Linked DNA regions of Sus scrofa: all the other regions are linked to region 1. The links are chromatin contacts, called in public HiChIP or PLAC-seq maps. All regions are on one chromosome and are shown on one strand. The core of a region is the stretch at or near the end of the contact, and the rest is flanking DNA. Distances in the headings are between cores, read along the strand shown. Region 1 holds the start of QRSL1 (glutamyl-tRNA(Gln) amidotransferase subunit A, mitochondrial). Region 2 holds the start of C1H6orf203. Region 3 holds the start of LOC100521350 (transmembrane protein 256-like).

Evidence for each region. HiChIP or PLAC-seq counts read pairs in DNA pulled down with a chosen protein or histone mark.
Region 2: an H3K27ac HiChIP or PLAC-seq map of alveolar macrophages shows a contact between it and region 1. The contact joins the promoter of C1H6orf203 here to the promoter of QRSL1 in region 1. A contact is called at or near these places in 4 of 47 Hi-C or Micro-C datasets (heart right ventricle, liver and skeletal muscle) and 1 of 2 datasets of contacts at active chromatin or transcription factors (alveolar macrophages).
Region 3: a contact with region 1 is called in an H3K27ac HiChIP or PLAC-seq map of alveolar macrophages. The contact joins the promoter of LOC100521350 here to the promoter of QRSL1 in region 1. A contact is called at or near these places in 2 of 5 promoter capture datasets (fetal liver and liver), 8 of 47 Hi-C or Micro-C datasets (blood, embryonic fibroblasts, fetal heart ventricle and 3 more) and 1 of 2 datasets of contacts at active chromatin or transcription factors (alveolar macrophages).

Annotation. Positions count from the first base shown.
Region 1 is chr1:72,813,594-72,817,764 of Sscrofa11.1, reverse strand. QRSL1 (glutamyl-tRNA(Gln) amidotransferase subunit A, mitochondrial) reads right to left here and starts at 2,164. Exons shown (of 12, transcript XM_005659343.3): 1 at 2,011-2,164. The coding sequence starts at 2,034. RTN4IP1 (reticulon-4-interacting protein 1, mitochondrial) reads left to right here and starts at 2,227. Exons shown (of 11, transcript XR_002343682.1): 1 at 2,227-2,894.
Region 2 is chr1:73,160,414-73,164,584 of Sscrofa11.1, reverse strand. It overlaps C1H6orf203, which reads right to left and starts at 2,255. Exons shown (of 4, transcript XM_021090591.1): 1 at 2,151-2,255.
Region 3 is chr1:73,128,289-73,132,459 of Sscrofa11.1, reverse strand. It overlaps LOC100521350 (transmembrane protein 256-like), which reads right to left and starts at 1,694. Exons shown (of 2, transcript XM_021084607.1): 1 at 1,490-1,694; 2 at 1,184-1,487. The coding sequence starts at 1,694. The coding sequence ends at 1,261.

The DNA.
Region 1 (4,171 bases), core at 915-3,414:
CCCTTTCAGGTTGATTATCTCATCCAGGATGAGGTAGAGAAAAAAATCTGATTGAACTGCTATAATTTACAACAAATGAGTAAATAAATCATTCAACTTTCCCAGGAATCTTTACATATTTAGAATAGGATATGTACTAAATTAATTAATTAATTTTTTTTTTTTTTTTTTTTTTTTGGTCTTTTGTCTTTTTAGGGCTGCACCCATGGAACAGGGAGGTTCCCAGGCTAGGGGTCTAATCAGAGCTATAGTCGCTGGCCTACACCAGAGCAATGCCAGATCCAAGCTGAGTCTGCAACCTACACCATAGCTCACAGCAATGCCAGGTCCTTAACTCACTAAGCAAGGCCAGGGATCCAACCCACAACCTCATGGTTCCTCATCGGATTGTTTCCACTGTGTCACAACAGGAACTCCTGAAATTAATTTATAATTGGTGTTATTTGGGGCATTGGTACAATGATGAGGAAAAAACAGAGTGAACAGAAGATATATTATGGGCAGGGAAAATAACCAAATAGTGTTTTGCACACAAAAGACATCAATAAATATTTGTGAAAAGAGAGATTAAGTGAAAGTAATCCTGCCAAGGCCTTTCCTTGGATCAGCTTCCCTAAATGTTTCATTTTCCCCATTGAGGTAAAAATTGTTTCTCACAATGGCTCACTGGACAACATCAGGAAGGGGTGGCATGAAAAAGATAGTGCTAGGGGTAAGGGCAGAAAAAGAAAATACCTTATTTTTAAGGTTGTATTTAATTTTAAAACCAGTTTTTGGTTAAAAAAATGATTTCTAAGGAACAAACTGGATTAGTCACTGACAACATAGGCCAAATGCAATTTAGGATGGTACAACAAAAATGTATTTAAGGGAAGAACTGTTTATTATTTAAAGTTCTCATAATTTATACCTTTCTAAAAGGCTTCCAGTTTGGAAAAAAAAGACTCCCCAGGTGAAGATACACATGGAAGATAGAAGGTAGAGGTAGAGGGGGTCCTCAATTGCTACTGATCAGCAGAATCATCTGGAGCCCAGGTTAAACCATTTTAACCTGCGCCTTATCATACTGACTTGCCTGCGTGGGACACAGCTGTAGTTTTAAAGAGGGATGGGAGGTGATTCTGATAGCAGTAGGCCTGCAGACAGCTCCCCGGCTCGAGAGATCTGAGCCAGAAAGCAAGGAGATCTGATTTAGAGCCCTAACAGCAGCAAGAGAGAGAGAGAACAGATTACAAACTTCATTCAAAAAAGAAATAACAGGGTTTAGTGATTCATTGGATATTCCGATGAAAAAGAATTTAAAGGCCACTGTGATAACAGTTGTGCCGTTAAAAAGAGACTATTAAGAATTCAGAAATTAGGTTTTTGTTTTGTTTTTTATGATGGACGTGGTTCTATTTCAACAATGAAGTCAACTTTGGTTAAACTGTGTTTGAGGTGCTTGTGGGACATGTGGAGGAGCTGTCCAGAAGACATTCATAAAAGCAGCCTGGAGTTGAAATGTGATATCCAGAAAATGGAGACAGGAGTAAAAGAATCATTGGTATCTTGGTGGTGGTTGAAACCTAGATAATGAATATATCAACGGGGGAAAAAAGTCAGGATCACTAGTTTGGCTTTTCCAAGGGACAGATTTGCGGGGTCCTTACTGAGGACTGCATCAGATAAGAGTGTAGGGGACAAACCAGATAAGGACCAGCCAAAGTCCCTTTATCTGACAGAGCCCACGCTAAGAGACCTTCCGGGGCCCGACCCAGCCACAGCAAACGAATAATCCAGAGAAGCCAGTGTGCATTTCCACCCCACAGCGCCTCGGTGCAGAAGCATCCCCCGCTGAGACCCTAACTTCGGAACAGGTATGTGGACTAGACTAAGAACCTAGAACTCGGAATCCCCCACCCAGTTCCAAGGAAGGAGGCGGGCAAGGCCGGGACACCCCGCGTCCCAGCGAACAAAGACTCCGCGAACCTTCCCGACCTCCCTGGGCCCTCAGCAGACAATTCCACTCACTTCTCGGAGGGTCCGGCCCAGCATGGTCGTCGTACCCCGCCTGCCACCACAGGGGCCAGGTGACAGGGAAAAAACCAAAGGTCAGCGGTTGCTGCCGGCTTACATGGGCGCAGCCATCTTTGGTCGTCATGGAACCTGTCAGCACCGAGTACTCAGATTGGCTGATTTGCAGTCCGAGGAAAATGATCTTTGGACACGATTGGCTGGCGCCGCTGATCGAGTTCCGCGGGGAAGGAGAGCGGGTGGCAAGGAGACTCCGGGCTGGGGTCGCGGCGGTGAACTGGCAGCATCTGATTCTCTGTGGCGTCTGGATCGCGAGCGGAGTCGGCTCGTCTCACCGAGGGTTCCCGGGACAGGACAGGGTTCTGTGGGTTTTGTTTTAGGGGCGGGGGTGTGAGGAGAATGGACAGAATAGTGACTGGGACGTTAATTGGAGCTTTCCGGATTCGAAGAGCACACTATCTTCGGTCGCTCAATTAGTCTCTCTGCATTTTTGAATTTTCATCTTTGAAACCGGCCAGAGTATTTGTCAGAATTTGACCGAATTCAGGTGTGAGGATTAGATCTAGATGCCTTTTAATTAGGGCACGCAGTTCAGCCTCTTTTTACGATGGGATTTCTGAAGATCTGTGTACTTAGAAGAAATGCATGCACTGCTCTTTGCTTCTGGAGAAACCAAATTGTAGAGAAACCTTTGGTTAGAAAGATTACTACTACCTCTCCAAGGAGCACTGTCATGCCCGCCTGGGTGATAGATAAATATGGGAATAATGAAGTGCTTCGATTTACTCAGAACATGATGCTACCAATGATACACTATCCAAATGAAGTCGTTATCAAAGTTCACGCTGCGAGTATAAACCCTATAGATGTTAATATGAGAAGTAAGTTTCAAAAGACATTCCTCATTGCCTTTTTTTTCTGTGTTCTCTTCAGACAGTCTCATCTGGGGTCCGTTTTTAAAAATCATTTATTATTGACTACACGTTTTTGGCTAACACAAAGGATTTGTTTAGGGTTTTCACAGTATCTCAGCAGATAATGTTTCCAAAATTTTTGAAATTGCAATGTTCGTGGTATGCTTTCATCTTTTACGAAATAGAAATTTGAATTGCTTCTATGCTACCTTAAGATGTAAATTGGGACTTGAGAATTGTATCCACAGCTAACTTTCTGGTACACTCTCCTGGGAACTTTATGATAGTTTGAGGTTCATCACAGATTTTAGAGGCATGGTCATGTTTTCACAACATTTCAGAACTTGCATTTCTATGTTAGTTCTTACTTGCCCTCCCACTAGCCACACAGCTAGCTTGCTTGCTTGCTTTTTTTTTTTTTTTTTTTTTTTTTTTTTGGCAGCACCCATGGCATGTGGAAGTTCCCTGGGTCAGGGATCAAACCCACGCCTCAGCAGCCCCCTGGGCTGCTGCAGTGATGACACTGTATCCTTAACCTACTGAGCCACAACGGAACTCCAAACCACATCTTAAATGGTCCAGGGGACAAAGCAGCAGAACAGGATGCCAGGATATGGACACAGTACTTCAGTCATTTCCACTGCTGTTTTCTGCCTTTGACAGTTAAGATACACTTTTTTGTTATGCTTCATCCTCAATGGTAATGATGTTATTTTACTTTCTCCTGGGGGATATTGACAAAGCTTGGAGAGCACTATATCCCTTAAATATATACTCTGCAATTATAGTGCTGAAAAGATTGATTACTATTTGTGAATTACTTTAACTCTGGAAAATATTGACAAAAAATGAGTAGTTGAAATGTGGCTAGTCTGAATTGAGATGTTAGTGTAAAATATACACTGAATTTCAAGGACTTAGTAAGAAAAAAATGTAAAATGTCTCACTAATAACTTTGTTTTCACTACGTACTGACCTGATAATAACATTTTTGAATATATTAAGTAAAATGTTATTAGCATTAATTCCACTTCTTTTTTTTTTTTTTGATCTTTTTTGTCTTTTAGGGCTGCACCTGTAGTATGTGAAGGTTCCCAGACTAGGGGTCCAGTTGGAGTTGTAGCCGCCAGCCTACGCCACAGCCACAGTGACTTGGTATCTGAGCCTCGTCTGTGACCTACACCACAGCTCACTGCAAACGCTAGGTCCTTTATCCACTGAGTGAGGCCAGGGATTGGACCCTG
Region 2 (4,171 bases), core at 1,006-3,505, 350 kb before region 1:
CTGGAGGGTTCTTGCCATTCCCAGAACCAACATGAGTGACTTACTGTACCTAAACTGCCCGCACAATTTGATTTATGCTGAATACCTGCTTTCCTTCTGGGAGTCTGGGATTTTGGAACATTCTAGGTACAAGGTGCCTGTGTGGTTAAATTCCAATCAATATCATAAGCATTGGGTCTCTAATGAGCTTTCCTGACAGACCAACATTTCACTTCTTGTCACAATTCTTGCTGGAAGAATGAAGCATGTCCTTTGTGCTCCACTGGGAGGGGACACTTGGAAGACTGCACCCGGTTCACTCCAGACTTTGTCCCATGCATCTTCTCCCTTACATATTGTGCTTTGCATCTTTTTGCTGTAATCAGTCATGGCCATGACCCACAGCTGAGTTCTGTTGAGTCTTCCTAGTGAAATCAATGAACCAAGGGGCAGTCTTGGAGACACGGATACAATATCCAAGTGGCTATTCAACATCTCCATCTGAGTGCATAACAGGCACCTCAAACTTAATTTGTCCAAAAACAAACTCCTGATACATCCCAACCCAAACCTGCTCTACCTGCAGCCTTCCCCATCTCAGTTAATTGTAACTCTACCTTCCTAGTTCCCGAGGGCAAAAGCTTCCGGTCACTCTTGACTCTTCTCTTTCCACCCAGATCCATTATATTAGGAAATGATGTTAGCTTATCTCCAAAACATGGCCATTATCCCATCACTTGTCACCATTTCCACTGCTACCAGATTCAGGCCCTCATCTATCACCAGCATTACTAAAAGGCCCCCTGCAGTCTATTCTCCATAGAACAGTCAAAGTGAGTCTTTTAATTTATAGTATGCCATTCCTTCCCTCAAAACCCTAAAAAAACACTTGGAAAAGCAAAATCCCTACCTTGGCCTACAGGCCCTGTGCAATCTGGCCCCTCATCACCTCCTGCCTCTCTTGCTCACACAGCTCCTTCCCAATGATCCTCAAAACAACAGGTACACTTCTGGGGATTCTTTGTTCCAACTTCGAGAGAACACTGTTAGCCCAGCTACCTGTGGATAACTCATCTTCACCTCCATAAAGTCTACTCATTCTAACTCCATTTAACAGGCATCTTGCCCTCCCAATTTCCCCTTACTCTGTTCTACTTTCTCTCACCACAGCACTTACTACCTGCTATCATATTATACACTTTATGGGAGTTTTGTTTTTTGATGTCTCTTCTACTAGAATATAACCTGTTTGCCTGTGTCAATCCCAAGTGCCCAGAACAGTGCTGGGCACGTGGTAAATGCTTCATTAAATACTGTGAAATCAAAGTACACCAGAAGAACCAGTGCACTGGGATGAAGAACAAAGATGGGCCTGGGTTGAAGGGCAAGAGGCTACATCTCCAAGGGGCTTCCAGATCAAAGTGTGGACTTGACCCAGAAAGCATGAGAGTTCTAGAAAGATTTTAAGTAGAGAAGTGATCCCATAGGAGTGCCTTTTAAAAGATTTCTTTGGTGGCAGCGTGAACCTAAAAGGGGATGGATGATCGTGGCAGGAAACCTGAACGAGGTTTCGAGATCTTCAAGACAGATATAAAATCTGTGAAATAAACGAAGGCTGTTTAAAAAAAAAAAAAAAAGTAATGAGTGGAGTGCGAAGGCAACGCTGTCCGTGACCTGCGGGACATGTGGAATCTCTCCACGTTCTTAAGCCTAACTACTCTGTGTGGCGAACCTGATCTAACTGCTTTTAGGTCAACTGCAACTAAAAATCCTGTCTTCTCCTAGAGACCTCGGAGAGTGACGAAATGCTGAGACAAGGTCGGGTTCCCCTTGCTCCCTCCCTACACCCCTCGGGCTGCGCACCTTCCCAGGTCCTCAAGGTCAAGGGAAACAGGACACCAGAGTCCTCGAGCTCACGGTCTGTGTCTGCAGCAAGCAGGTGCTGCCGGGCCCGGGGCAGATCGCCTCTGCCCACCGGGTTCCCACGGACCCTGCAGCCCCCGGAGCGGCCCGACCTGGCCAGGATAGGACGCGAGAGACTCACGCGGAGACCTGACACCGCAGGGAGAGGACAGGAGAACGCCACGCCCGTATTTGCCACGTGCGCGCGGTGAAGCAACAGAAGGGGGCGCGGGCCGGGGGCACTGCACGCCCGGCCGGGGCGCAGTTACCTGCACGTCACCGCCGCTCCTCCCACCCGGTCTCCCACCGAGGCCGAGACCGCCGGCCTCCAGGCCCCTCCCTGGCCTCGCCCCGCCCCTTCCGTCGGCGCCGGCGCAGTGAGAGCGGGCTGGGCGGGGCACTCGGGCGCGGCGTCGGCGGCGCAGCGACCTCTGCTGGAAGACGCGGCCGGGCGGACTGGGCCGGGAGGGCAGCCCCGAGGACAGACACGTCTCTGAGCCGAGCCGGAAGCCTGAGCCTGGTGGTTACACATGGTTGAAGAGAGCTTTATTTTTTTAAATTAGTTGACTTATTTTTCATTTAAGATAGTTGATGTATAACATTATATAAGTTACAGGTGTATAATATAGAGATTTGTAATTTTTAAAGGTGGTACTCCTCAGAGTTATTATAAAATATTTGCTATATTCTCCATATTGAACAATATTATCTTTGTAGCTTATTTTTTGTGCCTCTTAATCCCCTACCCTTAGAATGCCCCGCCCCTTCTCTCTCCCCAAAGGTAGCTACTAGTTTTTTGGCTATAGCTGAGCGTCTGTTTCTTTTTCGTTATATTCACTAGTTGTATTTTTTTAGATTCCACATATAAGTGATAACATCGAGTATTTGTCTTTCTCTGTCCAGCTTCCCGACCAACCCCTCCCCCGCCTCACCAACATTTTTTTGTGGTCTTTTTGCTGATAGCCCTTCTGAGAGGTCTGAGGTGATATCTCACTGTGGTTTTGATTTGCATTTCCCTGATGATTAGCGATGATGAGGATCTTTTCTTGTGCCTGTTTGTATCTTTATTTCCTCTTTTAAAAATTTCTATTCAGTTCTGTCTAATTTTTAATCTGGTTAGTGCTTGGTTTTTGTTTTCGTTTTTGTGTTGTCGAGTTTGGTGAGCTGTTTATGTCAGCTGGATATTAACCCCTTAGCAGTCATCATTTGCAATTTTTTTCTCCCATTTGGTAGGTTGTCTTTTCATTTTGTTGATGGTTTCCTTTGCTGTGAAAAAGCTTTTCAGTTTAATTGGATCCTTTTTGTTTATTTTTGCTTTTAATTTCCTTTGTTTCAGAGAAGGATCCAAAAAATTTTTGCTATGATTTATGTTGAAGAGTGTTCTGCCCATGTTTTCTTCTAGGAATTTTATGGTATCTGGTCTTACATTTAGGGCTTTAATCCATTTTGAGTGTATTTTTGTATGTGGTCTTAGAAAATGTTCTAATTTCATTATTTTACATGTAGTTGTCCAATCTTCCCAGCACCACTCAGTGAAGAGACTTTTTCTCCATTGTATATTCTTGCTTCCTTTGTCATAGATTAGTTGACCATTGGTGCATGGGTTTATTTTTGGCACAAGAGCTTATTTTAATGCTGTGGGCCTTGGATTTTTCTGTGATCACCAACCTCTGTGAACATCTTTGAGTTATAGATATTGTCTCCAGAAAAATGCACACACCCACCAGAATTTTCTGACAATAAAAGGGAAGTTCAGAACATATTTTCAAGAACTAAGAGATCACCTTACCAGTCAGTCAGTGGGTGATTAGATAACAAAACAAAACAAACAAAACCCAACTCTGAAAATACTGCCTTTTCATGGTGTGAAAAGATGAGCCAGAAATTAAAGGAAGAGCTTCCAAGGGACAGTCTGTTTCAAGAGGATTCATACATGTTCACATTATTACTTATAGGGATACATGCTCTGTTAAATTATGTGTTTCTTTTTCTTGTTTTCAGAGCATCCGCCTTCCTTTTCCTGTCCTATATACCAGGTCTGCATTGCATCTGCTTTCATTTCGCTGCTTCCCGCAGAGGCTGCTTGATTGCATTTGTGCAATAAGAAAAGGCAGTTACAAATTATATCAAGTGCTGAAGTAATAGAACTTCATGTATTATATCAATTCAGTTTATACTGTTGACATTTTCCACAGGTAATACACAGTTGCATTTAGTAGTTTAAGTTGTTTGTAAAAGACTACAACTATATCATTAAATCCACCAGTAATAGAAGTTAATCAGCATTATT
Region 3 (4,171 bases), core at 445-2,944, 320 kb before region 1:
TTAAAAATATCCCTTAAAGGGAATGAGCTCACCCAGCTCAGGCCTTCCTCTGAGGCAAATGGCCCAACCCCAAGCTCTTCTTTTCCTCCACAGCCTGGGCAGCTCAAGGCACCACACAGAGGACAAAATGAGGAAGCGAAATGTGGCACCACAGAGAGGACAAAGTTCCAAGTGAATTTTTCCTTATTTTTCCTACAGCTCTGTTCTTCATTTTTCTTCATTTCTCCAGAAAGCTTTTTTGCATGTGCCGTCTGGACTTAAGAGGATTGGTCTCATAGTTGTTGTAGGATGAATGAACTGAGGCAATGCTGTAATTTCTGATCAGAAACCAATGAACTATGGACGGAGGGTTCCTGAGGGAAGGGGGATGAAATTCTGAGCCCCCAGGGGCTGGAAAAAGTTTTCCACATGTTTGCTTTATGGGAGCCAGCCACAGATTGTATATATATATTTATATATGTTTTTGTCCTTTATCTTTTTAGGGCCTCACCCGAGGCATATGGGAGGTTCCCAGGCTAGGGGTCAAATCAGAGCTATAGATGCCAGCCTACACCACAGCCAGAGCAACGTGGGATCCAAGCTGTGTCTGCAACCTACACCACAACTCACATGGTAGTGCAGGATCCTTAACCCACTGAGCGAGGCCAGGGATCAAACCCATAACCTCATGGCTCCTAGTTGGATTCGTTTCTGCTGTGCCACGATGGGAACTCCCCCCAGACTGTATTAACATTATTTTATTTAAATGATTATTTATTTGTGAATGAATAATGCACCAAATTCAAAGAGTATTAACCAGTATGTAATGAAAAAAGGGTCTTACTTCTATGCCCTGGCCAGCCAGTTCCCTTCCTCAGTGGCAAGTACAGTTCTCAATTTCTCACTATCCCTTTGGAAATAATCACTTTTTCTTATTTTATTTTATTTTTGCTTTTTAAGGCCACACCTAAGGCATATGCAGGTTCCCAGGCTAGGAGTTGAATCAGAGCTGCATCTGCAGGCCTATGCCACAGCCATGGCAATGTGGGATCTGAATCTGGTCTATGACTACACCTCAGGTTGTAGCAACACCCGATCCTTAACCCACTGAGTGATTCCAGCCCACATCCTCATGGATACTTGTAGGGTTCTTAACCCACTGAGCCACAACAGGAACTCCATCTTTTTTTTTTTTTTTTTTTTTTTAATTTGCCTTTCTCTTTTAATGCCCTCCCTGTTCCATTTCTTGAAAAAGCACCCAGAAATTCAACACAAGGAAGCTCAAAGAGCCAAGGCAAGCCAGCCCCAAATTGGCAGGCTCCCTCTTACAGGGGCCAAAGTCCGGATGCTGTGGTCTCCGCTAAGAGACTGGTAGTAAAAGCTGGTGCAGAATAAGGTGGTTCCAGAAGCTAGCAGTAACCCAGCCCAGAGGGGTTTTCTGCACAGGGGCACCCCTAACAGGGCCAGGCTGTGTAAGAAGTGGTGTTTGTTGGCCTTGTCAAAGAGCTTTTCCCGTAGGCATCCAGAAACTGGGCTCTGTGCACTCCGTAGGAGGCCAATCCTAAGGCCCCAGCTGCGGACAAGGCACCCAAACTGCGGAAAACAGCCCCCGGACCGCATGGCAAAGAATGAACACCGCCTGGGCCACCCAAGAGGCAAGCTAATCCCGATCTTCCATGCAAATGAGGGCCACTGGTGCCCAATCCCGGCAGCGTTCATTTCTTTTTTCTTTTTTTTAAACACAAATAATACAGAGTTCCCCTCATGGCTCAGTGGTTAAGAATCTGACTAGGAACCATGAGGTTGCGGGTTCAATCAGTTCCCCTCATGGCTCAGTGGTTAAGAATCTGACTAGGAACCATGAGGTTGCGGGTTCAATCCCTGACCTTGCTCAGTGGGTTAAGGATACCACGTTGCCATGAGCTGTGGTGTAGGTTGCAGACACGGCTCGGATCCCGTGTTGCTGTGGCTCTGGCATAGGCCGGTGGCTACAGCTCTGACTCGACCCCTAGCCTGGGAACCTCCATATGCCCCTGGTGCAGCCCAAGAAATGGCAGAAAGACAAAAAAATAAAAATAAAATAAATAAACACAGACAATATGGTAGTGCATACACTGTTTTGTACCTTACTTTTTTTCCACTTATTTGGAGATTTTTCTTTGTAGTACATATTATGTATGTTTTTCAATGATTTATAATATTTAGTGATATGGATATGCCACCATTTCTTTAGTTGAGGCTTTATCTGTGGATAATTAGGTGATTTCCAATCCTTTACTGTTAGAAGCAGTGCTGAAAAATACTCTTGAACTTATTCCCTTTTGTCTTTCTGCAAGTATATCTGTAGGCTAAGTTCCTAAAATTAGAACTGTGAGGTCTAAGGGGACATGTATTTTTACTATTGATAAGATGTCAAATTCTTTTCCATAATCCCATCAGCATGGATGAAGGCTGGCTTTCTCACCTCCTTATGAACACAGTGGAATTTAAATTCTAACCAAAGAATTTAAGCTGGCCAAAGCCAATTCCTTTTGTTTCATTTCCTTAAGAAAAAAATCCCCGGGATGCTTAGAGGTAGGCATCATCCTACTAAATTTGCATTTGAAAATAATACATCTCCTACACTTTACATTTGTTTTCTAGTTTGGTTGCAGCTCAAGACCTGAGAGAATTTCTTTGAGAGTCTTTAGAGGGTAAAAAGGAACTAATAGTCAAGGAAGCTCATTGTGGTTTACTAGCTTTACAAGACTTCAAAAATCCAAGGCTTTTATAGTAGGCACAAAGGAGGGGTTTATTTTATTTTTTGACTCTTGAGAGCGGAGGAGTTCTTATCGCCAGCAGGGGGCAGCATGTCCCCACAGAGAGTCAAGCTGGACTTCTTCCAGCTGATTCAACAAGCTCTAGCCCAGGGACTAGATTGAAAGGCTCATTCACTTTTTAACCTTCTCTGCTATCTCGGTTGGAGCAGGCTAGAGTTCCTGTGTGTGGAACAAAGCTTAGCTAAAGAAACCCAGGATAGATCAAAATATTAAATGTATAGAATTTAATGCATTTAAGGACGGCACGGAATAAGGGGGAGGAGTACTGTGAACATAAATAATAGCACCAAATTGTAGAATAGAATTTAAACACATCACTTAATTATTCCAGCCACCATTTCTGCTATAAAGCATAGAGTATCTTAGATTTCATATCAATTTTGTTAAGTGCTAAAAATGTCAAAAAAACCTCCTGTTCCATAGAATAGAATTTATCATTTTAGCTTAAAAGGCAAATTAACCTGTTCCCTTAATTTTTTTTTTTTTTTTTTTTTTTGGTCTTTTTAGGGCCACAACCGCAGCATATGGAGGTTCCCAGGCTAGGGGTCGAATTGGAGCTGTAGCCGCCAGCCTACACCACAGCCACAGCAACGCCAGCTCCGAGCCACGTCAGATCTGAGCCACATCTGCAAACTACACCACAGCTCATGGCAACGCCGGATCCTTAACCCACTGAGCGAGGCCAGGGGTTGAACCCGCAACCCCATTGTTCCTAGTCGGATTCGTTTCCACTGCACCATGATGGGAATTCCTAACTTGCTCCCTTAATATGAGCCTATTCAACCAGCAAACATTTAGTGCTTGACAAAGAGAATATGGGATAGGAAGATATGCCTCTGCTTTTGTTGGCAAAGCAGAAAACCTTGAGACCTGGATCAGGAAATTTTGATTCTGACTTTAGATGAGTCATGATAACTGGCTCTGTGGCTGTGTTACTTAACTTCTCTGGGCCTCGGAGATGAAAATGAAACTAATCCCATTTGTCTTACTGACCTCATAGATGGACATATAAAATGCCGCTGCCATGATGCTTAAAAAAAGAACAAGTGGAGTTCCCGTCGTGGTGCAGTGGTTAACAAATCCGACTACGAACCATGAGGTTGCAGGTTCGATCCCTGCCCTTGCTCAGTGGGTTAAAGGATCCGGCGTTGCTGTGAGCTGTGGTGTAGGTTGCAGACGTGGCTCGGATCTGGCGTTGCTGTGGCTGTGGTGTAGGCCGGCGGCTACAACTCCAATTCGACCCCTAGCCTGGGAACCTCCATATGCAGTGGGAGCGGCCCAAGAAATAGCAAAAAGACAAAAAAATAAAAAAAATAAAATAAAAAAGAACAAGTGCTATACAAATGAAAGACTTCAAAAGTCACACTATCTTG